Regions from separate parts of the Mus musculus genome. Here region 2 is linked to region 1. Evidence: chromatin contacts called from public HiChIP or PLAC-seq data. All regions are on one chromosome and are shown on one strand. The core of a region is the stretch at or near the end of the contact, and the rest is flanking DNA. Distances in the headings are between cores, read along the strand shown. Region 1 holds the start of Tesk2 (testis-specific kinase 2). Region 2 overlaps Tesk2 (testis-specific kinase 2).

What was found. HiChIP or PLAC-seq counts read pairs in DNA pulled down with a chosen protein or histone mark.
Region 2: an H3K27ac HiChIP or PLAC-seq map of embryonic stem cells shows a contact between it and region 1, with 18 read pairs. The contact joins the enhancer-like site here to the promoter of Tesk2 in region 1. A contact is called at or near these places in 7 of 39 promoter capture datasets (the 3T3-L1 cell line, the C10 cell line, the HPC-7 cell line and 4 more), 2 of 15 datasets of contacts at CTCF or cohesin (the NIH/3T3 cell line and embryonic stem cells), 23 of 484 Hi-C or Micro-C datasets (the G1E-ER4 cell line, the HL-1 cell line, adipose-derived mesenchymal stem cells and 14 more), 23 of 115 datasets of contacts at active chromatin or transcription factors (the 230-238 cell line, CD8 T cells, the SCID.adh cell line and 13 more) and 3 of 9 other capture datasets (adipose tissue, liver and pancreatic islet).

What each region holds. Positions count from the first base shown.
Region 1 is chr4:116,717,178-116,723,444 of GRCm38.p6, forward strand. Tesk2 (testis-specific kinase 2) reads left to right here and starts at 3,778. Exons shown (of 11, transcript NM_146151.4): 1 at 3,778-4,079.
Region 2 is chr4:116,762,583-116,768,445 of GRCm38.p6, forward strand. The region is part of intron 3 of Tesk2 (testis-specific kinase 2); the gene reads left to right. Among named protein-coding and RNA genes, the nearest start is that of Toe1, 42 kb to the right of the region's middle. Within about 2 kb of position 4,314, at least 11 of the 459 cell types and tissues checked have an H3K27ac peak or open chromatin away from gene starts, as enhancers often do. A contact at or near this core is called in adipose tissue, embryonic stem cells, granulosa cells and 1 more, where this site is marked.

The DNA of each region.
Region 1 (6,267 bases), core at 2,528-5,027:
CCACCATGTGGTTACTGGAATTGAACTCAGGACCTCTGGAAGAGCAGTCAGTGCTCTTAACCACTGAGCCACCTCCCCAGCCCAAGGATCTGGAGTTTGAGGCCAGCTTGGGCTGCATAAGACATCCCTGTGTCAAAACCAACAATAATGACAACAAAACAAATATGTCTTATGGTTAGCGGTTTAGTCCTTAGCTTACTTTTCTATTGCTGTGACAAAACACTAAAAGCAACTGGAGGAGGAAACGGTGAATTTTACCCATCGTTCAATCCTGAAGAGAAGTCAGGACAGGGACCTGGAGGCAGGAACTGACATGGAGGAAGGTAGCTTACTGGCTTTAAAAAAAAAAAAAGATTTATTTATTTTTTATTTATATGAGTACACTGCAGCTGTCTTCAGACACACACTAGAAGAGTGCATTGGATCCCATGTGGTTGCTGGGAATTGAACTCAAGATCTCTGGCATTGAAGGTCAGCTTTGCTTTCTGCTTTTCTGGACTTTATGTTCTAGGGGGTTCAAGATTTCCTAAGAATCAGCAGCATTTCAGAGACCTCATGAAGCCTCTGCCAGTGGTAACTGTAGACAAGAGATAATGCCATCCATCCACCAGTTAGGTCTTCGGATGCATTTGCTTAGAACTAAGATGTGCAGTCAGCTTATGGGAAGGTTCCAACTCTTAGTTCAGGCTGGCAAGAGGAGACAGTTATCTTAAAAAAAAAAAAATAGAAGGATGAGGTAGTAAAATGGGAGCTACTTTTAGTAATGGTATATTTAAATTTCTGGCCCAACTAATAGCCAACATTATGGGGAGAGGGCCTTGGACATTGAATAGTTATAGGGATATCTTCCACATTTTTTTGTTGGGGTGTGTGTGTGTACATGTGCGTGTGCACATGTGTGCGAGTGTGTGCACAGTTGCGTACATGTGTGTGTGCATGTGTGCATTTGCACCTGATTATTTTGAGCATGAGTATGTGGTGACCAGAGGCAGGGTCTCTCAGTGGGTATGATAGTGCACACCTTTAAGCCCAGCTCTTGGGAAGAGGCAGATGGATCTCTGAGTTCAAGACCATCTCTGAACTGTATAATAAGACCTTGTGCCGGGCAGTGGTGGCACATGCCTTTAATCCCAGCACTAGGGAGGCAGAGGCAGGCGAATTTCTGAGTTCGAGGCCTGCCTGGTCTACAGAGTGAGTTCCAGGACAGCCAGGGCTACACAGAGAAACCCTGTCTTGAAAAAGGACAAAAAAAAAAGACCTTGAGAGAGAGGGAAGGAGAGGAGAGGTTCTTTTTGCTTTTGTTTTATTTATTGTTATTTCATGTGAGTAAGTGCTTTGCTTTGCCTGCATGTGTGTCTGTACCACTGTGCTTGTCTGGTGCCTGCAGAGGCCAGGTGAGAGCACTGGATCCTCTGGAACTGGAGTTAACTAGAATCAGCATATATGTGCTGGGAATCGAACCAGGATCCTCTGCAAAAGCAGTCAGTGCTCTTACCTGCTGAGCCATCTCTTCAGCCCTGTTTTCATTTAGTATGTAGTATGTAGTATGCATTTACTTGGACTGACTCAGAACTCTGTAGCTCAGGTTGGCTTCAAACTTGTTTCCATCCTGCCTGAGTCTCCTGATTGCCAGGATTACAAGTGATACAGTGATATCATACTTAGCTTCAGACCCAGTTTTATTTTATTGATTTATTTTGGTGTGTATATGACAGAATCCTGTGTTGTCCAGGCTTGCTTTAGACTCTTTATATAGCCAAAGGTGGCCTTGTTCCTCCTGTCGCCACACCCCAGGTATTATAGGTATGTAGACCATACCTGGCTTGTTTGTGTACATTCATGCTACCGAGTACATGTTGGGATTAGGAGGCAGCTCTGGTGTTGGTCTTTGCCTCCCACCTTCCAGGAGTGCTGGGATGACAGACTCTTCCTCAGGTTTGCACGGTAACTACTTGAACCCTTGGTGTTGTTGTTTTTCCTCCTTCCTCTATTTAATAGTTTTTATTTTGAGGCCAGGTATCAAGTGTCCCAGGCTGGTCTAGACTCCATATCTAGCTGAGGATGACCTTGAACTCCTGAAATCCTGCCTCCACTTTCTGAATGGTGATTTGATAGGAGTGTGACACCACATCTGGGCGCCGTGCATACTAACACTGCCAAATGGACTGCATCTCCAGCCCCAAATTTAAAAAATTTTTGTTATTTAGATCCACATTTAACACAAGCCTTTTCGCCAAGCCTCTCTCTGTCTTTCACTGGGCAGATAATTTATCTGGCATGGTGGCATTAGCTCCGATTGCTACCAGTAGTATTTATCAACTGTTTGTATCAAGCTCTATGGGAGACACACTTGCAAGGGTGCCAAATCTTTCAACAGAAATGTTAAAGGACAACGGTGGAACAGTGGGTCTGAACTGCCACCAGGTGGCAGCACATAATTTATGTCAGAAAGATCCTGAACAGGCCAAGAGAACTGTGCCTGAGTACCTCCCTTCAGAGATTCTGTGAGCTAATTACTCTTCCTCAAACAATTCCCTGTTTAGGTTATGCTTCTGTTCAAGGATAAATCACACAGCATTTAAAATAAAAAGATAATTTTATTATTTAAACTCCACTCATGTTCAGCCTCTTGCAATTTTATTTCCTACTATACATTTTCATAAACTCAGCTGTCAGTAGCACTACATTCCATTGGTGTTATTATTTTCAGTGCTGGGAATTGAACCCTGGACCACATGGTACATTACCATTGCTTTCTGCCCCTAGTATTTATTTATTTATTTATTTTTTTTTGTTATTCGAGACAGGGTTTCTCTGTGCAGCCCTGGCTGTCTTGGAACTCACTCGGTAGACCAGGCTGGCCTCGAACTCAGAAATCCGCCTGCCTCTGCCTCCTGAGTGCTGGGATTAAAGGCGTGCGCCACCATGCTCGGCTCCTAGACATATTTTAATTATGTCTCACATGCTAAAGATTTCTGAAGGGAGGCCCCTAAACCGTTGGGAGTAAGACCTATATCCCACTGCTCTTATTCTTCTTTAGCAGTCTGTTCAGCTATAAAATTATGAACCCTTGAGATCCATGGCTATGGAAAGTGTGAGGAAATCTGTACCTGATGAACAGTTGGGTAGAATTGTTATTCCCTTCGAAGATCTTTCATATCTCTCCTTTCCATCTAGCTGGTGATACCAATCCTCTAAGCCTTCCCTGAATTCAATCTCTCCCTTTGGCATTTCGTTTAAGTTATACTTACTGCTCTTTCTCAAGTTGTTAGGAATTATGTGCTAATTTTAGCTTGTCAATATACTGCGTTCCTGCAGGACACTGCATTCGATCCAGCAGAACACCTTATTCAAAAGCCGCGCCAGTTTAGTGCTTGTTTAATTGGCTTAATTAATTTACCATTCGCTTCTGTTTGGGGGGGTTTGATTGGTCTCTCTTGTGTCCCGCCCTCTGAGACTCTTTAGACTAGGTTTTCCCCAAGGTGAATTCTCTCCGGTTCCGCTTTTTCAACACACTGTCCCCTCTGTTTTTAACTCCACTCTCTTCCTATTGGTTCCCTTCATCTTCTAAGAGTTGGCGCCGAGCGTTGCTGATTGGCTTTTCTGTACGCCCATTGTGCCCACCCTCGTACCACGTGGCATTCCTAACGTTAATTGGGCAACTCTATTAGCTCGTTTGTCAAAGGTTGACGATTGATTGGCTGCTCTGAGGGAGGCCTGAGGAGGGGGCGGAGCTCACGGGGCCCCGCCCCCAGCCCCCTGCCCCCCAGGCGTTTCAGACACTCACCGGCGGGGAGCCGAGAGTTTCCAGCTGCCTTCTCAGTCCCAGCGGTGATCCGCCTCCGGGCCCCGCCGAGTAGGCGGGGGAAAGCAGCTCAGACCGCAAGGCCATGGCAGTAGCCTCCAGCTCCTGCGCCGCCGCTGGCCCTGAGCAATCTCCGGCTTCTGCCCAAGGGACCCTCACCTCCTCCGCAGGCTAAACAGCCGCGGCCGGGAGCTGCTATGCTCGCTCTGGGCCGCTGCCTCCCTTACCCTCTGGCCGGCGCAGACGCCCCCTCCGCGGCTCAGTTGTGCCTCAGGTAACGTCGGGAGAGTGCCTGGGGACCAAGGCTCGGCATCCCTGCCCTGCGCGCAGCTTGGCTCATGGGTCGCTGAGCACTGGACAATCCGGTGCTGTACTTGAGATTCTCAAAGAAGCGGGGACTGTCTCTTGCCCCTCTCCCCCTTTCCTTCTCAGTTCCCTCCGGGTCCCGGGACAGTCCCCACCTCGTCTCAGGGGTCAAGAACCCATTGGACGTTATACTCAAAAGGGTTGTTTGTGTCTGACCTTCCTCACTTGTGAAGTTGTGGAATCCTTCACGTCCCGTTCCCCTACTGAGTGTGCCTCACTAGTCTCCGAGCCCCCTTCTCCCTCTGAGATCTGGATTCCCTCCGAAACGTGCTCATCTCTCCTAACCACCCTGACTCCTATCCTAAGAGACTTCTCTCCTTTTTATTCACGTTCTTACCCTTCATTTTGAAGAAGACTCTTATCTAAACTACGATTCTGATTTAGTTGGAAATAAAAGCCAGATTAGTCCAATTGAAAAACCTTTTAATTTAAACCTCTGAGAAAAACTTGTTAAAGAATTTGGACTTTATTTGTAGGCATACGGAGCCATTGAAGGTTGTAAGCAGGAGTTTGATATGGATTATCTCTGGAAAATGTGAAAGAAAGATTGAAAGTAAGACCGGAGGGCAGAAGGCCCAGGTAGTCAGGAGGCTGCTGTGTTTTGTGCGTGAGAAGAGGATGAATGGACTGGAATAGTTGTGGAAAATGAAGAGAATGGCATGAAATTCCAAGAATTTTAGAATAGAATTTAGAGGGTTTTTTGCTTTCTGCTTTTCTACATAAGGGCTTTCTCATTGGTTTATGGTATTGGGTTGGTGGTGCTAACAATGTAAAGAAGTAGATCTGAAGAATGATAAGTTGGGTTGTGGACAAGTTCAACCCGAGTTTTTCAAATAGAGGTGGAAAGTTGCTCATAGAACTGATTAAGTTAGGCTCTAAAGACATAAATTGGAATTAAATAGGAATACTTGAAACCTTAGCACCCCCTCGTAGTACTCCAGAAAGCGGAGAATTGGGCTGTGGACAGAGGCAGCATTGCTGAGGATAACAGACACTGAAGAGAGCTAGAACACTGTGGCAGTATCACAGAAGCCAAAGACAGTCTCCAGAAGGGAGGGGGATACCAGGCGCTTCCCAGGTCAAGCAGCAGGAGAGTGTGAAGCCACGAGTCTGGCAATTAGGAAGTGACTTGTTTTCTTTCAAAGGCAGTTTTGATAATCTGGTGGTTGTAATGCAGTGGTCAGCCCACGGATTTAGGAGTAAGTGGAAGGCAGGCGGCAGTGAGCAGCACATCTGCCTTCTTTCTCTCTTTTTCTGCTTGTTTGAGGGTAGGCCAGCCGGGAATTATGCGTGTTATCACACTAGACTGGTCTTATTTTTATTGTGATCAGTTATCTGTAGATAAATCAGCTTTCTCTGGAGGTTGACGGAACTGCGGTGAGTTTCTGACATGAGCGTTATAGCCATGGGAATCATCAGTGGGAAATAGCAAGGGTTTGTTGTTTTTAGGTTTATTTTTATTTTATGTGATGAGTGCTTCTTCTGTTGGTTTGGTTTCAGACAGAATCTCGCAGTGTAGCCCTGACTGATTTGGAACTCACTATGTGGATCATGCTGTATGGTGTGTAAGTGTGTGCCTGTGTGTATGTTTGTGCACATGTGTGAAGGTGCCCTCAGAGATCAGAAAAGGGTGTCAGACCCTTGGAACTGGAGTGATGATTGTTGTGGCTGCCACGTGGGTGTTAGGACTCGAACCTGGGTTCTCTAGAAGAGTAACAAGTGCTTTAAACCACTGAGCCATCTCTACCACCAAGGGTAAGGATCCTTCCTTCCTTCCTTCCTTCCTCTCTCTCTTTCCTTTCCTTTCTTCCTTCCTTTCCTTCTTCTTCTATTCAGATCCACCCGCCTCTGCTAGAATTAAAAGGTTGTGCCACCATCAGATTTTACATTTTCCTCAACACCCTACAAACAGGCAGACAAAAACCAAAATAAAGCAAACCCCAAAAGATTGGGTTGACCCAGAACTGGAATTTGCAAAGCAGAAATATAAAATGGGAGCCACTTTTCAGACTGCGAATGATACTGTGGGCCTATGATTAACTGCACAGTCTGAATTAGAAGTTATAAGAAGTAAAATCTGGGGTTGAAGAGGTGGC
Region 2 (5,863 bases), core at 3,064-5,563, 46 kb after region 1:
CTGCCTCCCAAGTGCTGGGATTAAAGGTGTGCGCCACCACTGCCCGGCAGAGCATAAGTAATTTGCTCTGTTTAATTTTTCAAAATAGTGGAGAGATGGCTCAGTGGTTAAGAGCACTGGCTGCTCTTCCATAGGTCCTGAGTTCAATTCCCAGCAACCACATGGTGGCTCACAACTGTCTGCAACTTCAGTTCTAGGGAATCTGTCACCCTGAAACACTAATGTACATAATATAAAATAAATGATAAAAAATTTCAAAATAGCATGGCAGGTTGAGTCTTTTCCATTTTGTATCTTTTTTTGTTTGTTTGTTTAAATTCCTTATTTATTCCTTGACAGTACCTGTATATGATAATGTTTTAGCCTAGGCTGGCCTTGAATGTCATAATCCTGCTGCTTTTGCCTCTGGAATATTGAGATTATAGGCAAGCAGCACCATGCCTAGCGTGCAGTTTCAATTCTATCTGTAACATTCATTTCATTCCCTTTACCTTACAGCATTTATAGTTTCTAGGGACTTGAGTTTTGCTATCTCTTGGGAGCAATAGTCATCTACCACAGTGTCTCATTAGGAAAACATTTTTGAGCGTGTTCCCTTGTGCCACTACTAACTCATAATTAAATATTAATAAAGCTTGGGCTGAGAGGAGACTGGGTTACTGAGAGTGCTTACCGCTCCTGTAGAGGACCTGGCTATGGTTTCCAGCACACACATGGAAGCTCACAGTTGTCTCTAACTGGAGTTCCAGAGATCCAATTCTTTGTCCACAAGCTCTTGCATGCATATGGTGCACACACATAACATGCAGGTACACACACACACACATATACACACATACTTGTAAAGTTAAATTTCTCTTTTTATATAAAAGTTCTAATTTCCTTTCTATATCCTAACTGATGATCTTGGTCACTTTCCCCAGTGGAGGGTTACAGGGCCTAGGAAAGTTCTTGTCTCAGAATAAGAATTTTGAATTTTGCCGGGTGTGGTGGCACACGCCTTTAATCCCAGCACTCGGGAGGCAGAGGCAGGTGGATTTCTGAGTTCGAGGCCAGCCTGGTCTACAAAGTGAGTTCCAGCACAGCCAAGACTATACACAGAGAAACCCTGTCTCGAAAAACCAAAAAAAAAAAAAAAAAAAGAATCTTGAATTTTAGCCTGGCAGTGGTGGTACTTGGATGGCAGAGGCAGGCAGAGCCTGGATATTAGAGTGAGTAGCAGGGCCACACAGAGAAAACTCTGTCTTGAAAAACAACAACAAAAAAAATCCAACAAAACAAAGAAGGGATTTTAAATTTTAATTAAATTTAGTAATTACTTACTAAACACTAACAGTGAAGTAGGCTACCAGTTTAGGTGGGCTTAATTACTGTAGTAAAGAAGATCTCCTAGCCTTATGTGTGGTGGTGTGGTGAGGGGAGGTGGAGGTAGAGGTACTCTTTTTCTGCCAGGACAGAACCTCGAATGCCTCCACTGGATCTTCTGTATCTGCTGATGGATAAAGAAAGTTTAGTGGGTGATGTCGAGGTGTTCTGGGATAGGCCTAGGCGTGGCACCCTCTGCCCACATACCATGGTGATGACCAGCTGGGATCAAAACTGGGAAATGGCTGCAGCAGAAGGAAAGGTGAAGCAATCTTATGACCTTGACAGTCTTCCACATACAGGACCCCTGACCTGGCCCACCTCGTAGCGTAGTAAAAGAGCAGCTAGACACAATTAGACATGAGGTAGGAGGTGGTGGGGCCTTCTGAGTTCTTCAGTAGAAGCTCCAAAATAGTCTTGTGTGTGTGAAGAGAAAGGGTAATCTTCATGAAAACATCAGAGAGATGGTTGAAATTACAGCTGTGAATAGATTCTACGAGAGCCAGCTTGGAAAGGCAATTTTAGAGTGTGTGTGTGTGTGTGTGTGTGTGTGTGTGTGTGTGTGTGTAAGGGAATACTGTGGTTGAAACTAGAACCTTGAACATAATAAGCAATCTGCAGTCCCCAGCCTTCCTTTTTTTAAGATTTATTTTTATTTATTTATTTTTTTGTGTGTATGAATGTTTTATTTACATGTGTCTGTGCACCATGTTCCTACACAGAGGCCAGAAAATGTAGATGGTCGTATATGTGCTGGGAAATGAACTGAGGTCCTCTCAAGGGCAGCTTGTGCTCTCAAGTGCAGAGCCATCTCTCCAGCTCCAACAGTTCTCCCATTTTTTTATTTTTTATTTTATTTTTATTTTGGGGGGGTTTCGAGACAGGGTTTCTCTGTATAGCCCTGTCTGTCCTGGAACTCACTTTGTAGACGAGGCTGGCCTCAGAAATCTGCCTGCCTCTGCCTCCCGAGTGCTGGGATTAAAGACGTGGGCCACCACGCCCGGCTTTATTTTTTTATTTTGAAACCTAATCTCAATAAGTTGTCTAGGATGGCCTTGAAATAACCCTGTTCAGGTAGACCTTGCATTTGCAATCCGCTTGCCCATCTTTCTAAGCAGCTGGAGCTACAGGTCTGTCCCACGAGGTTCAACCAATGTGAGGAACTTAGCGACATAATATGTGGCCTCACTGTAGCCCAGCAGATGCCATGTTTGCTATATTAACACTACTTGTAGATTTTTGTTGTTCTTCTTGCTTTTGTTTTTTTTTTTTTTTTGAGACAGAGTCTCTCTATGTATCGCTGACTGTCTTGGAGCTTGATCTGTAGATCAGACTAGCCTCAAATTCAATAGATTTACCTACCTTAGAGTGATGGGATAAAGCAACTGTACTGCCACACCTGGCTTGTTTGGAGATGTCCTTAACTAAATTTTAAAGGATTGGTAGAATTTTTGAAAAGTAGGTTCCAAAAATACTTCTTCAAGCAACAGTGTAAACGTATGAGAACTTAGACCCTAAGCAGGAGTGGCAAGTTATATAACTACAATAAAGAATGATGTTAGATGTGATAGGAGATAAGGAGGGCTGGACCAGAACGTTCAGACCTTTTGCAGTTTTTGTGTTTATTATTTTTCATTTTTAGGTCTTTGGGGACAGAATCTCATGTTGTCCCAGCTGGCCTCGGCCTTTCAGTGGACCTGAGAATACCTTAGAACTGTTGTCTTCTGAGTCCCGCTCCCACAGGCTGAGGCTGTACCTTTGTGCCACCATGCCCTGCTCTCAGTACTGAGTAACACGTTGAGGAATTTAGTCCGCAATCAGGGCTGTAAAACTTTCAGTAACCAGGAGCTCAGGAAGGAAAGGGGTTGGGTTTTGTTCCTTTAAATTATTTATTTTAATCTTTTTTTATATGTATATGCATTTTACCAGCATGTGCATATGTGTGTGTACCAAGTGAATGTCTGGTTCCCACAGAGGTCACAAGAAGGTATTAGACCTCTTGGAACTGGGAGTTACAGATGGTTGTAAGCCACCATGTGGGTGCCAGGAACCAAAGGAACCAGTGCTCGTAATTTTTTAAAGTTTAAAAAAATTTTTTATTTTATGTATATGAGTGTTTTGCCTGCTTATATGTAAATGTGCTACATGTATGCAGTGTCCATAGAGGTCAGAAAAGGATGTTGGGTTCCTAATAACTGGAATATAGATAATTGTGGTTCTGAGAACTGGTCTTCTAGACGAGCAGTTATTGGTCTTAACCACTGAGCCATCCATCACTCCAGCCCCAATAAGAAGTCTTTAAAAGAATTAAGGCGGAGAGCGATGGGAGGAGACCTGATGTTGACCTCTGATCTCTTACTGTGCACACATAGAATACTGTATCTGTACTCGCGCACACACACACACACACACACACACACACACACACCAGCACATTTGGAATAGTGTACCTATGTACACACACAAAAACACACATACACACCAAAAATAAATAAATAAAAATAAAACAAGATCCCAATTTTCTTCTTGATATGAATCAGTATATAATATAAAACTGAAAATAACAAATTTGAGCCCTCACTAGCTTTTAAGCACTTGCCTAAGAACGCACTTCCAAGGCCTGGAATGGTGGTGCATTCCTTTAACCTCCAGCACTTGGGAGGCAGAGGCAGGCGGATTTCTGAGTTTAAGTCCAGCCTGGTCTACATAGTAAGTTCCAGGACAGCCAAGGCTGCACAGAAAAACCCTGTCTTGAAAGAAAGAAAGAGAGAGAAAGAGAAAGAGAGAGAGAAAAAAAGGAAGAAAGGAAGGAAGAAAGGAAAGAAAAGGGAAAAAAGAAAGAAAAGAAAAGAGCACAGCTTCATTCTGAGTCACTTAAGTAAATGCTGGCTCTCATGATTGAGGAGGGAGTGGGCAATCATTCAGAAGCTAGGTGCAGTAGCACAGGAGGAGCACGTGTTCAAGGCCACCCACACATACATTGTAAATTCAAGCCCATCCACCCTGTGCTACAGAAAACAACACAACAGCAGACGCACAAAACAAAATAAACTAAAACAAAGAAAGGGAGGAAGAGAGGCTCAGAATGAATCAGGAAGAGTGTGGTTTTATTTAAGTGCCTCCTGTTTTGAGACTGGGTTTCACTGTGTAGCCCACACTGACCTTGGACTTACAGTCCTGCTGCTGCAGCCAAAGTGCTGGAACTGCAAGTTCATGCCACCATATCTAGATGGCTTTTCAGGTTTTAATGTGGAAATGAACTTGTGCATAGAGCAGGCTGGCCTTAGAGTTCGATGACTCAAAGCCTTTACGTTTTGTAGGCTGGTACTATAAAGATACACCACCACACACAATTTATGTTTATGCTAGGCAAGACCTCTACCCATCAAACTATGCTCCCAGCCCAATGACACCACTTTGAGTGTATCAGTGCTAGTCGGCTGTGTAAGGAATGAGGTCAGGTAGAAAAGCAATGCTCCTAATTGTGATATAATGATGCCAAAGCAGGGTGGGAAAGAAAGCAGGTAGAAGACTGTCATATGATGTCTGTGCCTGTGGTTGTGTTCTGTGAGTGATAGGATGTTATTGCCTGACTTCTTTATAAATACTAATTAAATAAATCAAATACATCTTGGCTTCCCAGCCTAGTGCCTGCCTGGAAATATTCCTCCTTTCTTTTCTTTATGCCTTTGGAGACAAGGTCTCAGTACATAGTGGCAGTAAAATGCTGTTTTATAATCAAGCTCACTGATTGGGTGGTTATGACCTCTCACTCAGTAACTGCTTACACAGAACACTGTGTGTGACCCACACTGTCCATGGGAGCGTAGGAGCTAGGAGCTGGACTCTTTTAAAGAGGTATTTATTAGTAGTATTAATACTGTGTATGGAAGCCAGAGGACAGCTTTGTGGATTTGGCTCTCTCCTCCCTTTGTGTGGGTTCCAAGGATGGCACTCAGGTCATCAGGCCTCGAAGTAGGCTGTTTACCTGTTGTCATCGCCCAAGCTCAAGATCTGCACTTCTTTTTATTTTTTAATTAAAAAAAAAAAGTTTTCAATGTTTTTTTTGTTTGTTTGTTTGGTTGGTTGGTTTGTTTTGTTTTCGAGACAGGGTTTCTCTGTGTAGCCGAACTCAGAAATCCACCTGTCTCTGCCTACCAAATGCTGGGATTAAAGGTGTGCACCACCACCACCCGGCTTCAATGCTTATTTTTATTTTATGTGCATTGCTGTTTTGCTTGCATATACATCTGTTATGAGGATGTCGGATCCCCTGGAACTGGAATTAAAGACTGGTGTAAGCTGCCGTGTGGGTGCTGGAATTTGAGCCCTGGGTCCTCTGGAAGAACAGCTAGTGCTCTTAAGCACTGAGCCACCTCTCCAGCCAGCCCTGCTTTTAATGTTTTTAAACATTTATTTATTTACTTGCTCTGTGTGTGTGTGATAAGGAGATCAGAGGATAACCTGCAGGAGTCTGTTCTTTTTTTCCACAGTATTG